Linked DNA regions of Mus musculus: regions 2, 3, 4, 5 and 6 are each linked to region 1. Evidence: chromatin contacts called from public HiCAR-type, HiChIP or PLAC-seq and promoter capture Hi-C data. All regions are on one chromosome and are shown on one strand. The core of a region is the stretch at or near the end of the contact, and the rest is flanking DNA. Distances in the headings are between cores, read along the strand shown.

Region 1 (2,906 bases), core at 218-2,717:
AAATCAACCCAACAATACCAGGTACCAGTTACAGCATCTTTCCTGAGCTCCAACAGGTGTCATGCATGTGTGCTTTCCTATGGGGCCCACATCCATTTCCACCACTTCTACAAATAAGGCTCTTCTGCCTGCATCTTGTTTCTGGTTTAGGCTAGAGAAGTGGTTCAGTGGTTAAGAGCCCCGAAGCTCTTCCAGAGGTTCTGAGTTCCCAGCAACCACATGGTGGCTCAGAACCATCTGTTTCTGCTTTACAATGGAAAAAAGCATGTGTGTTCATGATGAAACCAGACTTCTTCTTTGTCCCTGGTACTCTCATTTATCCTTCCTTCCAGTTACTTAGGTACCCCCTCTTTATCGAGTCCCCACATCACACTGTGTTTGCATAAGGTTAGAACAGGTTAGAGATACTGGAGAAGGGGCTCTCTAGACCTCACGCAGTCTGACAGGAAACTCAGAAGCCGGACTTCTGTGGGTGGTGGGGCCTAGCTCTAGGGTCAGTTAGGTGTGGCATACAGACCAGCTAAAATACACTGACTTGAAACTGTAACATTAATTCTGACATTTATTTACTCAATATTTAAAAAAAAATGTAGCATGTTTTTCCTAAGTTATAAAGCCCATCAGCCTTGTCTTAGTCACTGTTTTATTGCTGTGAAGAGACACCATGACCATGGCAACTCTTACAAAAGGAAGCATTTGCCTGGGCCATCTTTACCATTTCAGAGGCTTTGTCCATTATCAGCATGGCATAAAGCAGGGTGGCCTGCAGGCAGAAGTAGCTCAGAGTACTACATCCAGATCCACATGCAGCAGAAAGAAAGAGTGAGCCACTAAGCCTGGCTTGGACTTCTGAAGCCTCAAAGCCAACCCCCAGTGACATACTTCCTCCCCCAAAGCCACACCCACCCCAACAAGGACACTCACTCTAAGTAGAGCCATCTTCTCATCAGTAAGCATTCAAACACGTGAGCCCGAGAGGGCCATTCTTACTCAAACCACCACAAACCCCAGAGGAAAAAAAGAGTTTATTTTCTTTATTTGCATGACTCTTTTTTGCCTGCATATATACATCTGTACCGTGTGCACGCCTGGTGCCCTTGGAGGTCAGAAGGCACTGGAACCAGGAGGTATGGGTGGTTGTGAGCCATCCTGTAGGTGGCTGGGAACCAAAACTGGGTCCTCTGCAAGAACAGGAAGTGCTTTTTTTTTTTTTTTTCAAGACAGGGTTTCTCTGTGTAGCCCTGGCTGTCCTGGAACTCACTCTGTAGACCAGGCTGTCCTCGAACTCAGAAATCCGCCTGCCTCTGCCTCTGCCTCCGGAGTGCTGGGATTAGAGACTTACTGATAGGCACGAAAATGATCCAGACTAAGGGCAGGGAGTGTTACTGCATGCCTCCACGTTGAGCTCTAAGAAGACTTTGCGCAGGCGCGGAAGGAAATCTCGCGAGACTGTCAGAACACTACCGAGAAGCGTGGTAGGGAGGCCATCCTATCGCGAGAACTCTGTCTTCAGGGTCCGGATCCTTCCACGGCTAAGTGTCTGGGTCGGTCTAAGGTCCGCTCGGATCACCGGAAGGAGCGCTGCCAGCCGGTAAGGACGAGAGTGGCCGGCGGGCGCGCTTCCTCTTCTGCCCTGTGCCCTTCTTCGCTCCGGCCTGTGGCCTGTCCTGCCCTCCCCTCCATTCTTCCCGACCCTCGGGTCCGGGACCACCATCCCACCTGCCTGCACGCGGGGCCCAATGGCCCTTCCCTTCCCCAGGTCACGTCTGCTGTGATCGCCTCTCCAGTCCCCGCGTCGCGCCAGGCCAGAGCTCCTCTCCCTCCCCTCGTCCCGACGCTACCACTTTTCCTTCATGCCCAAGCGCTGGATCTGTCTTCTCTCCTCTGTCCTGTCGACATGTTTCGTTCCTGGGCCACGATTGCAGCCTGAATGCTTCTCTTCCATCCCTTTCCCTACATTGCCCTGACTGTCCTCTGGGTTTATAGCGGTGACAGCCCTGTTTCTCTGGTCCCAGGCGGGCCTGGTTTCCATTACTGACCCAGTGCACATTTGCCCCTATTCCTAGTGGTTTGGCAAGGTGGAATGACTTCTGGAGGCCCACTATCCGTTTCCTTCTCCCAGCAGTCCCTTTAAATCGTTTGATTCGTCCCTTCAGCTGATGAGAAGAGAGAGCTTGCAGAATCATTAATTCATAGCTCGGGCGTTCATTTGCTATATGCTTAGGGTACTGAGGATATAGTAATGTAAAGAAGTGGACGTGCTCCCGGCCCTGATGTGACTTAGCCCTTGCGGTGGGAACAGTATGGGTTTAAGTGCTACAGGCTGGAACTTGGGAGGATGGCTCAAGAATGACAAGTCAGAGGGGCTGGAGTTATCTGACCCTCCTGCACACAGCTCTCCTGCTAGTGTTGTTTAGTAGGTAAGGGCCTGCCACCCTGGCGTCCTTTTGGAAGGACTTGACTTTCCACCCACTTGGTAATTTGGAGTATGGTCATAGACCTTTTGAGTTACTTCCCTGGGTGTGTATGGGACAGGTAAGGCTGTTGGTTCTCCGTTAGCATCCCACTGTGATGTTTCTGAACTTTTAAAGTACATTAGAACATTGGAAAGAATTTCATCCTGTGTGACAAACAGGAGACTAATTTGTACTGCTCAGCAGGTCGCTTGATTTGCTCTGTGGATTTTTTTGTTTGTTTAAGAAGAGTGTCAGATCCCCTTACAAGCCATTGTGAGTCACCTGATGTGGGCCCTAAGAACTGAACTCTGGCCCTTTGATAACCACTGGGCCATCTCTCCAGCCTGGTTTGTTTAGTTTGCTTGAGACTGGCTGCAGGGATCCTGTTGGCTCTGCTGGGTTTACAGACGTACGTGCCACCACACCCAGGTGATTTGCTCTTTGCAAGAT
Region 2 (3,217 bases), core at 490-2,989, 560 kb before region 1:
AGGGAGCTGTGGCATGGGTAATAGCAACCAACAAATAATTTAAAACTAATTTCTCCTTGGTTTGGGAATGCAGCATGTGACTTCCTGGCTGCCGACTGCCTGGCTAATTCAGTTTGCCTCAGATGAATGGGCCTTTACTGAGCTAACAGTACAGCTCAGCCCTGTGCTGAGGTGTGGAAGGAAGACTGCCAAGTGAAATGTGCCCTCCCCAAACTGTCAGACACGGTCACCGGGTGGTTGTGGGGACTTTGCTCACCAAAGGGTTACAAGGGGCCAGCATGTGAACAGAGGTTGGAGTGGGAGGCTGCTCTGCTGGCTGCTAAGCATTTCTGGGAGCAGTACATATACCACACAACTCAAAGCTCAGTTTTTCTATCACCCTCCCTAGAGAGAAGAGAAAGTGAGGCTCCCAGAGGCTGAAACCTACCAAAGCAGAAACAGTCTGGGCACAAGCTCATCATGTGCAAAGCCTTTCCCCACCAGATACTATCTGTCCAAAATGGCAGACCTGTCTTGCAGAATGAATTCTGTACACACACATACAAACACACACACACACACACACACACACACACACACACACACACACACTCACACATACTCACATACACACACACACACTCACACACACATACTCGCACACTTACACACACTCACACACACTCACAACATACATACTCACACACACACCTGTCCCCTAAATGCAAGGAGACCTCAAGACTATGCCGGGGGCAGCCTAGAGACTCCTTCCAGGATGCACAGCTGAAACCAGAGCCCCAGCTGCCACTGTGAGATCTGCCACACCTATTTGTACCAAGGCCACACCTTCCAGGTATTGTGTTATTCACCACAATGAGTCCAGCAAGGATGAGAAGGTGGCCCTGTTCCCAGAGACCTGAGAACTCTCTGGGAGAAGCTTGGTTCCATTTTCCTTAACTTCTTGAAACGTGGACTCTTCATCTGAGCCTTCCCTCTGGGGTCCCACCTCCACCATTGCCTGACAGTTTAGCCAACCTTTTCAAAAGTCCCCAGGTGGTGTCACTGGCCTCCCAAGAGGACCTTGGCTAAGTTAATGCATTATCATTGGTCTCCCAAGAGGACCCTGGCTAAGTCAATGCATTATCATTGGTCTCCCAAGAGGACCTGCACTACAATGGCCTTCTTTACTTGTGTTTCCTATATGGGAAAGGGAGGTAAAATTACCACCCTGGCAAATTTACCAGATGAAACTGGCCAAGATTTTTAAAGATTAAGACCACACAACAAAAAACAAGAACAAACAAAACAAAGTAAAACAATCAACTACAGCTGTTTCAGTGTTTGTCGTTATCACTGGCCTCAATGACTGGAAGGAAGGCAGTTCAGGAAAAAGTAACCGATCAGCAATGTTAGAAATCCACTCCCAGTGTTGTTAATACCTTAGGGGCAGACATTTGATAGTCAGCTTTTTCGCTGCCGTACTAAAATACCTGAGAAAATCAACTTAACAAAAGAAACAACATCTCAGCTAATGGTTTCTCAGTTTGTATTGGTAGGCCCCACTGGGGACTGTGGCAAGGTAGGATGCTGTGTTAGGGAGCATATATATAATAGAGCAAAGATGATGGCCTTGTGGCGACTAGGAAGCAAAAATAGGGGAAGGGTCGGGGTTTAATACACCTTCAAGAACAAACTTCCTTCAACTAGGCCCCACGCCCCAACAATGCCACAGACATTTAGCATATGGGCTCTTGGAGAACATTTAAAATCTATACTGTAACAATAAGAAAACACTGCAGGCTCAGGAAACGCTCACTGGAGGCTTCCCATCATCCTTTGCTTCTGAAGGACGGAGGTAAGGGATGTGCTGAGTGTCAGACCTCTAGAAGCACAGCTGTTTGCCAGTACACTGACCGTTGCTTTTCGAGAACTAGCTTCTGGGTGAGAAAGGAGAAGTCTCTGAGAGTCCCTCAGGACTGAGGCTGTAGATCAGTTGGCAGAGAGCTTGCATAACACGCACAAAGCCCTGGGTTCCATCCCCAGCAGTGAGTAAATGGGACACAGTCATGTGTGCTGTAACCCCAGCTCTTAGACGGTCAAGGAAGTAGGATCAGAAGTTCACGGTCATCAGCTGCATAGTGAATTCGAGGTCAACTAGAGTTACAGGAAATGTCATCTCAAGAAAATATTCATTAGGTATAGAATCCACACACAAAATATGCAAACATTAAACATAAAATACAGTGGAAGTTGAAAACATATTTACATTGACAATGAAACAGATATGTGTCCAGAAACAAATTTAACAAAAGTTCTGTAATGTCAGTATCATAAAACCTTAAAAACCTTGCTGAAGGACAAACACCAACAAGCAAACAAAACAAAACTTCAGGAAACTGAAAGATGCTATTCTCTAATAGAATACCCAGCGGTGGTGGCGCACGCCTTTGATCCCAGCACTTGGAGACAGAGGCAGGAGGATCTCTGCCTTCAAAGACAGCCTGGTCTACAGAGAGAGCTCTGGGACAGCCTGGGCTACAGAGAAACCCTATCTTAAAAAAAAAAACAGACAAACAAACAAAAACAAATGAAGCTTAAAAAATAACAACAAAACACAAAACAAACAAAAAGAAGTAACAAATAAGACACAAAATTTCTCAGATGTCGTTTCCTACTGACTTGACCACTTAGGGACACTGTTTCAACCACAGCTTTTCCTCCTGTATGGAGGGATGCGCTGACCCTGGGGGTTTGCCCCTCCTGGTGGGATGCTCTGGTCCCAGTGAAGTCAAACTTCACCAGCAGTGGCTGTCAGCTCACTTTTCATGCGTAAACCAACCAATCCCAGGCTGAGCACCCCAGTTTTCCCCTTTGTGGTCCACATTTATCTGCTCTCCATTCTGGATCCTCCTGCCCTAAGTTTGTCAGTGCTACTTGGAGTCAACTGGGGACAGCCCCACACTACCCAAGACCTGCCCTGATCGGGTTTCCCCATCTTCGCCTTTTTCTTCTGTCAATGACTCAGTAATGCTCTCTGCTTGAGTGTTGCCTCATGAATCTCTGTGGGATGTGGTACATCTCCTATTCTCCCTTGCCTCTTCTCTCATACATTACATTCTGACCAGTTTCCCCTCCCTCCGCTCCTTCTAGGCCCTCCTTCTCCCCAGATCCACTCCTCCCATTTTCTTTCAGAAAAGGGTAGAACTCCTAATGTTATCAACCAGCCATGCCATATCAA
Region 3 (2,877 bases), core at 138-2,637, 590 kb before region 1:
AGATATATCTCTGCATTTATAAATAGTGTCTAGAGTCCTTTTATGAGAGAAACATGATATTTGTCTAAATCTAGTTTATTTTGCTTCACACGATGATCTCCAGTTGCGGTTTCCTGAAAATGGTGTAATTTTGTTCTTTGCAGCTGAGGAAACACCCCACTGTGTTTACCCGCCACCTTTTCCTTATCCTTGCATCTGTAGATGGACATCTAGCCAGCTTCCATATCTTGGCCTCTGTGACTAGGGCTATAATAAACACGGGTGTGCTGGCATCTCTGAAGAGCGCTGACACGGAGTCCTTCTGGGTGGGCTCAGGAGTGGTGCAGCCGGGCCGCACAGTGGCTCTCTCCTGTTTGCTGAAGCTCTCCACACTGTCCAAAGCTTCATGAGTTTTGCTTTGCTGCCACCTGTATGTAGGATTCCACCCCCCCCCCCCCCCGCCCGACCCGTGGCAGCATTTGCTTCCTTTTCCTTTTCAGTTCTTTGAGGTAAGGTCTCAGTCTGTAGCCCAGGTTGGCCTCCAATTCATTGCAGTCCTCCTGCCTCAGCCTCCCTGGTGCTGGATCACAGGGGCAGGTCACCATGCCCAGCTTGTTATCCCAGGACAGCCATTCTGACTAGGATGAAAGAATCAGCGCAGCTTTGATTAGCTTGTCCCTGATGGCTAAGGATGTGGAACATTTTTCCATATATTCATTGGCCATTCTTGCCTCCTCTGAGAACTGTCCATTACTTCATCCACTGGGCCTGACTCTCTCCTTGAGCCAACTCAGGCAGTTTACTGCTGCTTCCCACAGAAATCCCACTAGTGAGGGAGTATGTCAGCCAACCCAATATGGTTCTCACAAGGCCCTGCTGCCTTCCAGATCCCGGAGTCTTTACCCCTCCAAACATTAGCTCTCCATGTTGAGACTTTGGTTTCTGTCTGATCATGGGGCATCTGGAAGCTTCTAGGGACCGCCATGAGATCTACCCTAATAAAGATGCTGGTGGAAGATTGGCCCTGTATGGACACAAAGTGGTACACCAACCAGCTTTGACCTCTCCCGACAGTGAAACCCTGCAGGCTCTTCACATAAGGCACACGTTCACCGCTGGTCTGAACTAGGGTAGACCCAACAGGGGTGCTCCAGTTGAGTACGCAGGTTTCTGTAAGTAGGATGGCTGTGGTCACCTATCTCTGAGTTTTACCCTCTGCCTGAAGTTGGGCAGGCCTCCCAGGAGCACGAGTCCCAGAGGGAAGTCCCTGAAGCAAGAAGACAGCTGATGGGGGGGGGGGTTCCCAAACTCTTCAAAAGAAGACAGCTGAGGGATGAGCAGAGGAGGGTGCAGGGAAGTCCAAACGGGGAGGCAGAAGGGGGAGGCCGGAAAGGGAGGGGCTTGCGCGGTTCATTCATGCTCTTTCCTCTTTTCAGTCCTTATCCCAGCAGTTGACTGAAAGACCACACCAGCCACCAGCTTCCTTCAGCTGTTCCCAGCTCTCAAACAAGCAGCTCCCCCCATGTTTTCATTGGTTGCCATGGGGAGATGAGCATGGATGTGAATCGGGAAATGCCTGGGGCTCACACATGGACAAGTGCCAGGGTATATTTTTAAGACATCAGGGGAAGCCCGTCACTAGGGAAGGAGAGCCTTCTTGCCTGATTAGCTGCCCAGCACCAGCTTTCCTTAAGGCCTAGTTTGCAAACAAAAAGTGGTAGAAATATGAACTTCTTGCTTTAATTCACTAAGTGTTTTAAGCAAAAAGTTATTTCAGTTTTTGGTTGGGTGCAACAAATGGTAGTGACCGGCACTGAAATGTTCACAACAATCCTCCTCAATCCTGACCAAGTGTTTGTGGCTTAGATCCTTTTAGCCCCATGAGAGCAATTAGCCTATAGTCACACCACTATAAAAACCGAAACCCCAGGGAGCAGAGTGTTGGAAGTGTTACTCCTGATGTCACAGGAGAAGAGAAAGCTTGGTCCCCAAGACTTGGCTTGTAACTATCCCAGATCCCTGTCTTCCTGGGATGCCCAGTAGTATTGAAACCCAGTGACCCATGTGGTGACTAGTTCAGGAAAACACCTCACAGGGACATCAAGTTTCATTTTCTTCACGGTGAAGAGACTGAGGTAGCAGAATAAACTCCATTTTGCTTTTAAGACTCCATTCTAAGTTAACTTGCCCTGAGAGAGGCATGGGCCCCACCCTTGAGGTCTGAGAAAAAGCATGAAATGTCCCTGGCAGTTGCAAAATAGACAAGCATCTGCAGCTGGCTGATAACACCAGAGTGGGCTAAGAAAACCTAAGTCGTTCCCAGGTCCAGGTGCTCCCTTTTGATGTGTGCTCCCTCCCTGCCATTTAACCAGGTGCTGTAAACCAGTTAGCTTAAAGGCCAGTGCTCCTTTACCCTCTCATGTAACACCGAGGCTTGGAAACCCCCACCTGTGTTTTTTTCCTGTGTAAACCCCTTTCCCCTAGACCTGGGGGCTGCCCTCCTATCTTGCTCCATCATCAGAAAGGTTTGTGGCCCAGGCTCAACAGCCTGAATAAAGACTCTCATGTACTTGCATCAGAGTTGTGGTTCCTGGTGGTCTCTTTGGGGTTTTTTGAGATCTGATGAACTGCTGGTAGCCACACTCCTGTCTGCTTCAAATCCCATAGCATCTAAACAAAGCATGAGGTAAGTGTGGTCCACCAAACGGCTCCTATTGGTATCTAGAGCTGAGCTTTGGTGGTTGTAAATGCTATCTTCTGTGTGAATGGGGCATTGTGGGTAACTAAGACACTTAAAATGAGGAAACAATCCTGGCTTATCTGGGTTCCTAAATGTAATCGCAAGTGTCCTTCTAAGAGCCAGGCAGAGGCTGGGGATGTCGCTCCATGTTAAAGTGC
Region 4 (2,789 bases), core at 110-2,609, 820 kb before region 1:
GGATGGTGACATGGAACAAAAGCCCCTTCAGGGGATTGGTATGAAGAAAATCTTATTGCTAAGGCTTGAGATTGTAAGAATGGAGGAAGGGGACGACAGACATTCATAGCTGGCACAAGCAAGGTGGAGGGTCGAGACACACATGATGCTCAGGGATGCTGACCACAGCCTCTTTAGCTGTACACTGACCAGTTTCAGTAGTAACATCCACCCCATTGTGACCTTGATAATGAATATCCTGAACCACCAGCATGAGCATCACTAAGGAGTCTTTCTTGAGCTTGAAGACAGCTGATACCACTCTAGACTGGATCACAATCAATTCAACTCCTTTTCTCTCTCTCCCTGAGACAGGTTTTCTCTGTGTGGCCACACTACTATCCTGTAATGAGCTCTGAAGACCAGGCTGGCCAAGCACTCAGAGATTTGCTTCTTCTGCCTCTGGAGTGGTGGGATTAAAAGCGAGCACCACAGCCAGGCTCACAATCAACTCTTAGCAATATCTCCAGCTGATTTGTGTTCATGTTTGCACGGAGAGTGCTCCACTACAACAGACATATGCCTCCTGGGGTCGTTCAGGGTTTTTGCTGTGTAGATCATGCTGGCCCAGTCCTCTTACCACAGCCTCCAGACTGCTGGCTTACAGGAATGTGTCACCATATGCTGCGTTAATGTTTCTTATGTGTGGGATCATACAGTGTATAATTTTGTCAAGACTTGCTACTTTGACACAGCATGGATTTTGAATCTCATCCAAGTTCTGGCACTTGCCATTAGTTAATTTTCATCACTGCTGAATTCAAACTTTTAAGGGGATAAAAGAAAGCAACCACACTACCATTTACTATGTAATTACAACCTTCAACTTGCCCTAAGATACAAGTCAAAAATACATCATCTGGTTTGTAGACAATTCAAACAATACACTTCGGTGTGCCTTGGGGAGCCGTAGAAGGTCATACTTTAGTTTGTCAAATGAACATTACCAGAGCATCTCAAAAGCACCTCCTAGCCTCATTTCATATCTTTATTTCTAATTAAACCAGTTGGCAATACGAGGTGCTACTGATTGTTTCTTTCCGCCTACCCTTCTCACTTAGCGGACCAAGGGCTCCATAACGCGCATGCTCCTTTCAAGCCATCCCCTGATTCTCTCCAACAACCTCCTGGGCACTGGCACCTTCTTTCTAGCAGGCGGAAGCGGAGCCCTCAGCTTCGCCCTGGCACCTGCTTCCTCTTGTCCAATCCCACTGGACATTGTTCTGGCCCCGCCCACCTACGATCGCCTTGAGCCCCGCCTGCTTCGGCGGGAGCGCTCCCCCTCCCGGCCGGGGTCGACTGCGCCTGCGCAATGCGGCTGATGGGCGGAGCAAGGACGCGAGGGGTGGGGGCGGCCGCGAGGGCTCCGAGCCCGGGCTGCTCGGAGCTCGCAGTCCTCCGGGCGGGTCTGAGGTAGTGGGGCTCCGTCATCTCTTCCGCCGCCCTCGAAAGTAAACTTTGCCACTCCACCCGCGGGGTCCCCAGTTCTCGCCGCAGTGCCTCCGGGCGTCGGGGTTCCGCGTCAGGGCCTGTCTGCCTCCCCCGGCGTGGGGCCTTGGGCGCCATGGACGCGTCGGCGCTGGAGCGGGACGCCGTGCAGTTCGCGCGGCTGGCAGTGCAGCGCGACCACGAAGGCCGCTACTCTGAGGCGGTGTTTTACTACAAGGTGAGGACAAGCACTCGGCTCCGGCCGCGTCACCCGATCGAGTGTTGGCGGAACCCAAGGCGGAGGGGCGGGGTCCTGCTGGGGCTGTCCGGCTTGTCAGGCCGCAGATGCCCGCCGCTTTGCTGCTTGTGGCGGCCGAGGTGGGATGGGGAGTGAACACCCTGTTCGCTGTCTGTTGGCCTTGATGCAACCCTTGATGTGAGGCCAACCTTGGGTAATCCGTCAGAATATGCTAATAGTGCACGTTCCAGGTAGAAAGAAAAAGTAAATTAGGAAAAAAATTCATCGTACTCTAGCATTCGATGTATGTCTCCATGATTGTTTTTCTGAGTGTATGTGTGTATACACGCCTTCTTACCCCCAAACTTGAATCATATCGTTTGTACTATTTTGACATCTCACTTCTGCATTGTACCTAGATAACCTTTGGTTGCTTGCATGTGCTACGTTTACAGCATGTTCTGTATTTGGTTGTGGCTTTCCAGCATTGAAGTAGTGCAGTTAAAATCCTTAGAGCTTTTTTTTAAAAAAAATGTGATACTTGTTTTGGATGATGGGGAGCACAGTTGCTTGTCAAAGGGTATGCACTTCCGCAGTTCATCCTGTGTTCTCCAGTCCTGAAGGTTTGCAAACACACCCCTCCAGTTGTATCGTCATGATATGGGCATCTTTTCCTTGATTATACGGAAGTAGTAAAAATTTCCCCCTTATGCTTACGTGTTATCAGTAAAGCGTGGTTTGCTTTCTGCTAATATTTTACTATTTTTATTTTAAAACCTACCTTATATTTAGACACTTTTGTTTTAGGATCATTCGTTTTAAGTTTCTTAATTTTGATTTTACAATCCTACCTCCCTACCACACCCGAGTGTGTGTGTATGTGTGTGTGTGTATCTGTCTGTGTTGTGTCTGTGTCGGTGTCTCCCTGCCCTGTCGCCCTCGTTCTCGGGGTTCTTGCTATATAGTGGAAGCTATTTTTAAATTTGTCTTCCCCTTACCTTAGCCTTCCCATTGCTGAGATTTACAGGAATGTGCCACCATGCCTGACTACCAGGTGATAGTTCTTTAAAAGAAAATTCTGCTG
Region 5 (2,909 bases), core at 25-2,524, 720 kb before region 1:
GAGGTTTTCTTACTGATCTTTAGTGTATTGACTTGACAAAATAATTAATTTAAGCCAAACTGATGAATTTAAAGCAGGCTCTTTTTTTTTCTTTATCTGTGCACTTAAAACCAATTATGGATCCAGAAATTGCAAAGTATGTTTAATAGCTATTTTTTAAAAAATGATTTATGGAAAGGGTACAAAACGGGTCATGAAAAGGAATTTGCTTTGTGCTTAGGAAGGTGAAGAGGTTAAGCTGTCACTCCTGGAAATTGTTTTTTAACTCTCTCTCCTGGAAATGGAGGCACAGAAAGCCAGGCATTCTCTGCTTTCCCTGCCTCCACGCGTCGGCTTTGCGCAGCAGCTGTCCCTGGTGGACGTTCACACTGACCTCACAAGGAAAAGGAGGGTTTTAAACAGTCTCAGGCCAAGTGCAACACAGTGCCAACGGTGGCAACGGCAACGACGCCCACCATGTGTTGACAATGAAGAGGACGGCAGCCCAGGCCAGGTGAGGGCTCACGAGGCACCCCACACCGGTGCAGCCCACACTACAGGGGCAAGCGACAGCCACCTTGCCCTGCTCGCCCACCACGATGTCTGCATCCACGCAGGTGGGATAACGCTGCGCTGCAGCCCCGAGGCTGTGCAGTGCTCCAAGCGTGGCGCTGAGGTACCCCGACTCCGCTCGGGGCCCCCGCCCCCTTTTTCCTTTGTTGCAATCCGCCTGAACAGCTGGTCGTGTAGTAGGGACCCTCGGGTTGGGCCGAGGGTCTGCAGGGATCCCCGCAATAATCAGGCCGCGTTCACGCGGGCACCGAAGCCTTCCGCAGGGAGACCGTGAAATGGGGTGTTCCAACCCTTGGTGAAGATCCTGAATTTAGGCAGCCCCCACCCCGCGACCGCGAACACGCGAGGCTGTAAGGCATGTGTCTGCGTTAGATGCCGACTTCCACGGTAGCCCTGGTGGGGTGCGGCTGTGGGCTCCTGTCACGCGTCCTACCTGGATCCGGGGGTCCACCTCTTCCTCCTCCTCCTCCAGGCCCTGTTCCATCCTCTCTTCCTCCTCCTCTTTCTCCTCCACCTCCCGGGCAGGCGGCGGGAGCTCCGCCGGCTCGTCAGAGCGGCTCCGTTTCAGCGCCGTGTCCATGCGGGCAGCCGAACGCGCCGCAGCCGGGTCGCAAAGCGCACGGTGGGATCCGGACGCACCGAGGGCCACCTCGCCGCAGCCGGGTAGGTCTGAGCGCGCAGCGCTGCCACCCCGGGTGCTCCGCCGGCGAGTGCGGAGTGGCAGAGGAAGTGGGCGCGGCTGCCCCCTGTCTGCAGCGGCCCGCAGTACACCGCACCCACTTTGCCCAGGCCGCCGTGATAGCCTGTGTCACCCGACACTCTGTCACAAAAAGCCCAGTGCACTGGAGTCCCGGCCATGGCCACTAGGAGAGGTGCCGCCCAGTGGCTCACCAGCCCGAGCGTGGGCCGCCTTAAGGTAGTTTCCTCCTGCCTCCAGTGAAGCAGATCAAGGCACAGAAGGAAAGTTCGGGTGATTTCCATTCTTCAAAGCTACCTTTGTGTCTATTTGGAGTCACAGAAAAGGGAACTCTACCCTAATCTTGTCTGTACAGCAGACAGAGGATGGCTAGCCAGGTCCAGCCACCGAGTGGACATCATAGCCTGGAGTCTGCTGGGCAAAGCTCGGCAAGCGAAGGCATGAGCTCTTAGGGCTTTCCTGGATATTCTGAATGCACGAAGAGCCCATGGAGCTGGGGGGGGCGGGGGGGGAAATCTATGGATCGGGCGGCTTTTTAAAGAGATTGCCCTGCTTGCTCGTGGCAAAGCTTGCCCAGTGTAGGAACTATGTGGTTCTGCCCAACATCACCAAGCTAGAGCTTGCCTAGCCAACTGGGCATCACAAAAGGGCTAACAGTGGACAGGTTTCTCTGAACGTTTACAGGTGCTAGGGCCACTGTGAGGTCAGGGACTACCTGGTCAGATGCCCTGAGCAAAGTGGATACTTTGTAGAGGGAGTTTGGAGGACAGCTTTGCTTGAGAGAGTTGTTCTCGGAGCCTGTGATCCTGCCTTTTCCCCCACCTCAGAAGCAAAGCAAAGGGGTATCTGTCCTCTTTCTCAACTGGTCAGTCTTCTTCAAAGCCAGTACCAGAGAATCTCACGTGTACCACAGGCCTCCCGTGCTTCAATCTCCCCTCTGGAAAAGCCTGACCCTGTGTTCCCTTCCAACAGTTTCCCGTATTAGGTCTGTCTACTGACTTCCCACTCACTCATTTTGTTTGTTTGAAACAACCTCGGCCCAGGCTGGTGTCAAGCTCTTATCAGCTCAGACTGGCCTCGACCTTCTGATTTTCCAAAGGTAGACTCCCATGTGCTGCATTTTTAATCAGGCACTCCTCCTGTAGAGCTCACTATACAGCTAACACTGTATATATAGTCACACTGCCTCTGGTTCTGAAGCACTGAGATTATAGACACACACACCACCATTTTGGCTTCCTTGGTGGGATGGGGAGGAGACAGAGTTTTCTGTGTAGCCCTGGCTGTCCTAGAACTTGCTCTGTAGACCAGGCTAGCCTGGAGCTTAGAGATCCACCTGGCTGTCTCTAGTGTTGGGATTAAATGCATGTGTCACCACTGCCCGGCTGGTGCACACACACACACCCATCCCCGATGCTGCCACCAAGGTGTACCACACGCACAGAGTGACAAACCCTTTATATTACAAGTTCTCAGACATACAGGAGTAACTCCACCAGGCAGCAGGAAACAGTTTGCTAACTACTCCAAAGGAAGGACCGTTGTTGGGGAGGGTGGCTATGTCAAAATACCACAGTTTCTAAATGGCACCCACTTCTAACTCTGTAGGCCAGAAATCACAGCAAAGTCAGGTTCTGAGGAGGGCCCTCCTGGGCTTGTG
Region 6 (3,163 bases), core at 47-2,546, 910 kb before region 1:
TGTACTCATATACATAAAATAAATCTCTTTTTTTGTTTTGTTTTTCGATACAGGGTTTCTCTGTGTAGCCCTGACTGTCCTGGAACTCACTATAAGACCAGGCTGGCCTCGAACTCAGAAATCCGCCTGCCTCTGCCTCCCAAGTGCTGGGATTAAAGGCGTGCGCCACCACTGCCGGGTTTGGACAGCATTTCTTAAAAGACCTCAGTCAATTAGGTCCCTCCAGAGATATACTATACTTCAGTATCCAGAGCCTCAAGTCAAGGCTGGCGATTCTGAATCTCTTCATGAATGTCAGACTTTTCTAACTGCTAACTGCTTACAAGCCATCAAAACTTCACGCTAGCTTTTCCCAACACAGGAGATGCAGTTGCAGAGCTAACATCAGTTTGTTTTCTTACTAAACGTGGATGGGCTGAGATGGGTTGGAACCTTTCCGTGTCCCCACGGGGATCTACTTTACTTCCTAGTATGTTGGCGCTAAACCCGACTGTGTTAAAATAGAAATAAACCTTGAGATTTCAGTTCTTTGCATCGCTGGGACACGACGTTACTTGAGTAGTAGTCTGTGCACACTGGTAGTTATAAGATGGAATCTTCAAAACAGTTGAGGACGGTCGTGGCAAATGCAAGCTGCTCAGTCCGCGATTTCCTAACCCGGCGGATGCTCGCTCGAAACGCTTACCAAGTTGTATCACTGGATAAAAGTGTTGGGTAAATTAAAAATATATTAACGTGTTCGGTCCCGCCGCCGCAAGAATAAACGATTTATTTGGAAAATACGTCAGTGTGGCCACAACCGTCCCCCAAAGGTAACAGTCAGAAGAGGGCTCAAGGAGCATTCCGCGCATGCCAGGGCTCCCTTGCCGGGCGGCTGTGGCGAGGCCAGGCTGGAGGCTGCTTCCGCTGCTCGCTCTCACGGAAGCTACGGGCCACCGCTTTCAGCCCAGGCTGCCCACCCAGCTGTCGCCGAGGGCGCCGCTGTCCCGGAGCTTTAGTCGTTGACACAAGACGTGGTAACTACTTCACGGGCGGCCGCCCCGCGCGGTGACTGCGCCGTCGAAGGAGGCGAGCGTGCTGAGGGGGGATGGGGTCACGCGGACTGTGGCCAAAACGAGGACCGCTAACGGCCGCGCGCCCGCCCCGCCCTCCGCACGTGCGCGCCCTCGCCTCGACGCGCGCGCGCGTGCATGCCCGCCTCTGTCTCCGCCTCCGCCCCCGCCGTTCGGCCGGCGGAAGACCAGCCCCCGGGTTAGGCTCGTCGTGTGATGATGACGTTGTACGTCCGGCGCGGGCGAGTGACGCGGCGCGGCCCGTTGTCTGTGCGGGGCTGAGAAGCCCTAAGGGCGGTGGGCGCTCCCGGTTGGGGGCGGCGCGGGTTTAGCAGGGCCTGGACATGGCGCTGAGAGGCCGCTCCGCGGGAAGATGAATAAGGGCTGGCTGGAGCTGGAGAGTGACCCAGGTACGGAGGGGCCTCGGCGGGCCGGGGGCTGGGGAGGCCGGATGGGCCCCGGACGCACCTGCATGACAAATCCCTCTTCTTGTCGTCCCACCCAGGCCTCTTCACCCTCCTGGTGGAAGATTTCGGTAAGAACCCCGTTACCCACGACCTTCGGTCCCTGGCTGGTGTGGATGTGGGGGTTGGTCCTTGAGTTCTCGCAGCAGAGCCTGGGACTGCCCTGCCGACCTCTCCTTTCCTGATCGTAGGTGTCAAAGGGGTGCAAGTGGAGGAGATCTATGACCTTCAGAGTAAATGCCAGGGGTGAGTGGCTGGGACGCCCCCTTACCTCCGGAGGGCCGAGAAAGGGCAGGGGAATAGTACCCCATTCAAGGGAGGCAGTACTAGAAAACCTGAGCTATATAAAATATCACATAAGAAAGTGTCACTCTTTGTGGGTGCCCTCTTGGACTTTTCTTTTCTTCTCAGTCTTTCCTCAGTGTTTCTCCTTAGAAAGCTGTAGCCCTCCTTTTAACCCTAAGCACTCGTGGAGTACAGTTGAGCTGCCTTTCTGGTTTTGCAGCCGGAACCCTCCGTTGCATAGTGTTGCACCTTTTTTGTAAGTGTACAGTCCATTAATTACATCACCACATGTGCTGTGCCTTTAATCACCACACAACATTTGTCCTGACCATTAGTGGCGCTCTCCTCTAGTCCCAATGCTTGGGAGGCAGAGGCAGGCAGATCTCTGAGTTTGAGTCCAACCTACGCTACTTAGTGAGACCATGTGTCAACAAAACTGAACACAGTTGTCCTGTATTGATTGGTTAGTGTGAGAAGGCCTTTTTTAGGTACCTAAACTCAGAGTCTTGTTTTGGAAATCTATAGAATAGAGGCATAGAGAACCTAACTGCTTCCAAGGGAAGGAACTGGTTTGGGAGTTCACGCACTATACTCATTTTACTAGGACTGGAGGCCGAGGTCCACCAGTGAGTTGGTACTTAATTCTTCATCAACGTTTTTGTGCCTTTTATTGTGTCCCTACCTTGCTCCATCCTGGGCCAGCAGTTCCAGATTTCCTTCTTCTCTTGCCTAGACCTCATAGACCGAGTGGGGTTTGAGAGCTTCAGGCTCATACTTGACTGCCTGTGATAGGCTTCTGGGGTTTGAGGTCTCAGAGCCATGTTGGATACAGTTTGGTTAAGAGTGAGGGACTCAGTGCAAGAGCATTTCAGTGCAAAGGATTAGGGAGAGAAAGAAGGGGATGCTGATTGTCATCTGCCTCTTGCTTCTCTAGGCCTGTGTATGGATTTATCTTCCTGTTCAAATGGATCGAAGAGCGCAGGTCCCGCCGCAAGGTTTCTACGTTGGTGGATGACACGTCTGTGATTGATGATGATATTGTGAATAACATGTTCTTTGCTCACCAGGTCTGCTGAGTTCTGCGCTTGTTTCGGGCCAGGATGCTATTTTTGTCTTTGTTTGTTTCTGGTATTGTGTGGAAGGTGGCAGTGGGGGAGCAGGAAGAAGCGCTAGACTGGAACCAAGAGAAACTGTTGCAGAAACCCTGTGGCAGACAGACCTAACTCTTTTTCATTAGAGGGAATACCTCTGTAGTTGGTGGTGTTTTAGTACATTCTCCATGTCCCTAGATAGGAGGTATTTTAGTTGGTTCATGTTAAATGAATAAAGACTGGGTAAGACAAAGGAAACTAAAGGATGTTG

What was found. Promoter capture Hi-C pulls out the DNA fragments that hold promoters and counts their contacts. HiCAR-type assays count read pairs that join an accessible place to other places. HiChIP or PLAC-seq counts read pairs in DNA pulled down with a chosen protein or histone mark. Capture Hi-C pulls out chosen DNA fragments and counts their contacts.
Region 2: a contact with region 1 is called in an H3K4me3 HiChIP or PLAC-seq map of bone marrow-derived macrophages, with 2.2 times the contacts expected there. The contact joins the enhancer-like site here to the promoter of Ncoa4 in region 1. A contact is called at or near these places in 3 of 39 promoter capture datasets (the C10 cell line, the SN4741 cell line and pre-B cells) and 2 of 115 datasets of contacts at active chromatin or transcription factors (bone marrow-derived macrophages and large pre-B cells).
Region 3: a contact with region 1 is called in an H3K4me3 HiChIP or PLAC-seq map of bone marrow-derived macrophages, with 2.6 times the contacts expected there. The contact joins the enhancer-like site here to the promoter of Ncoa4 in region 1. A contact is called at or near these places in 1 of 39 promoter capture datasets (hippocampal neurons) and 2 of 115 datasets of contacts at active chromatin or transcription factors (bone marrow-derived dendritic cells and bone marrow-derived macrophages).
Region 4: a HiCAR-type map of astrocytes shows a contact between it and region 1, with 2.5 times the contacts expected there. The contact joins the promoter of Capn7 here to the promoter of Ncoa4 in region 1. A contact is called at or near these places in 18 of 39 promoter capture datasets (the 3T3-L1 cell line, 3T3-L1-derived adipocytes, the C10 cell line and 13 more), 3 of 484 Hi-C or Micro-C datasets (CD4 T cells, regulatory T cells and uterus) and 2 of 115 datasets of contacts at active chromatin or transcription factors (astrocytes and bone marrow-derived dendritic cells).
Region 5: a contact with region 1 is called in a promoter capture Hi-C map of pre-B cells, with 2.8 times the contacts expected there. The contact joins the promoter of Sh3bp5 here to the promoter of Ncoa4 in region 1. A contact is called at or near these places in 2 of 39 promoter capture datasets (cranial neural crest and pre-B cells) and 1 of 9 other capture datasets (pancreatic islet).
Region 6: a promoter capture Hi-C map of adipose tissue shows a contact between it and region 1, with 3 times the contacts expected there. The contact joins the promoter of Bap1 here to the promoter of Ncoa4 in region 1. A contact is called at or near these places in 4 of 39 promoter capture datasets (hippocampal neurons, liver, neutrophils and 1 more), 1 of 484 Hi-C or Micro-C datasets (embryonic stem cells), 3 of 115 datasets of contacts at active chromatin or transcription factors (bone marrow-derived dendritic cells, embryonic stem cells and memory CD8 T cells) and 2 of 9 other capture datasets (adipose tissue and liver).

What each region holds. Positions count from the first base shown.
Region 1 is chr14:32,158,420-32,161,325 of GRCm38.p6, forward strand. Ncoa4 (nuclear receptor coactivator 4) reads left to right here and starts at 1,468. Exons shown (of 10, transcript NM_001033988.2): 1 at 1,468-1,591.
Region 2 is chr14:31,594,687-31,597,903 of GRCm38.p6, forward strand. No RefSeq gene overlaps it. Among named protein-coding and RNA genes, the nearest start is that of Colq, 19 kb to the left of the region's middle. Within about 2 kb of position 1,740, at least 42 of the 459 cell types and tissues checked have an H3K27ac peak or open chromatin away from gene starts, as enhancers often do. A contact at or near this core is called in bone marrow-derived macrophages and pre-B cells, where this site is marked.
Region 3 is chr14:31,567,959-31,570,835 of GRCm38.p6, forward strand. All of the region lies in intron 1 of Colq (collagen-like tail subunit (single strand of homotrimer) of asymmetric acetylcholinesterase), which reads right to left. Among named protein-coding and RNA genes, the nearest start is that of Colq, 8.0 kb to the right of the region's middle. Within about 2 kb of position 1,388, at least 81 of the 459 cell types and tissues checked have an H3K27ac peak or open chromatin away from gene starts, as enhancers often do. A contact at or near this core is called in bone marrow-derived dendritic cells and bone marrow-derived macrophages, where this site is marked.
Region 4 is chr14:31,335,279-31,338,067 of GRCm38.p6, forward strand. It overlaps Capn7 (calpain 7), which reads left to right and starts at 1,360. Exons shown (of 21, transcript NM_009796.3): 1 at 1,360-1,705. The coding sequence starts at 1,604.
Region 5 is chr14:31,434,826-31,437,734 of GRCm38.p6, forward strand. It overlaps Sh3bp5 (SH3-domain binding protein 5 (BTK-associated)), which reads right to left and starts at 1,275. Exons shown (of 9, transcript NM_011894.3): 1 at 986-1,275. The coding sequence starts at 1,132. Gm35907 (a long non-coding RNA gene) reads left to right here and starts at 409. Exons shown (of 4, transcript XR_383329.4): 1 at 409-493.
Region 6 is chr14:31,250,193-31,253,355 of GRCm38.p6, forward strand. Bap1 (Brca1 associated protein 1) reads left to right here and starts at 1,297. Exons shown (of 17, transcript NM_027088.2): 1 at 1,297-1,462; 2 at 1,558-1,587; 3 at 1,708-1,762; 4 at 2,736-2,868. The coding sequence starts at 1,426. Phf7 (PHD finger protein 7) reads right to left here and starts at 1,123. Exons shown (of 11, transcript NM_027949.2): 1 at 513-1,123.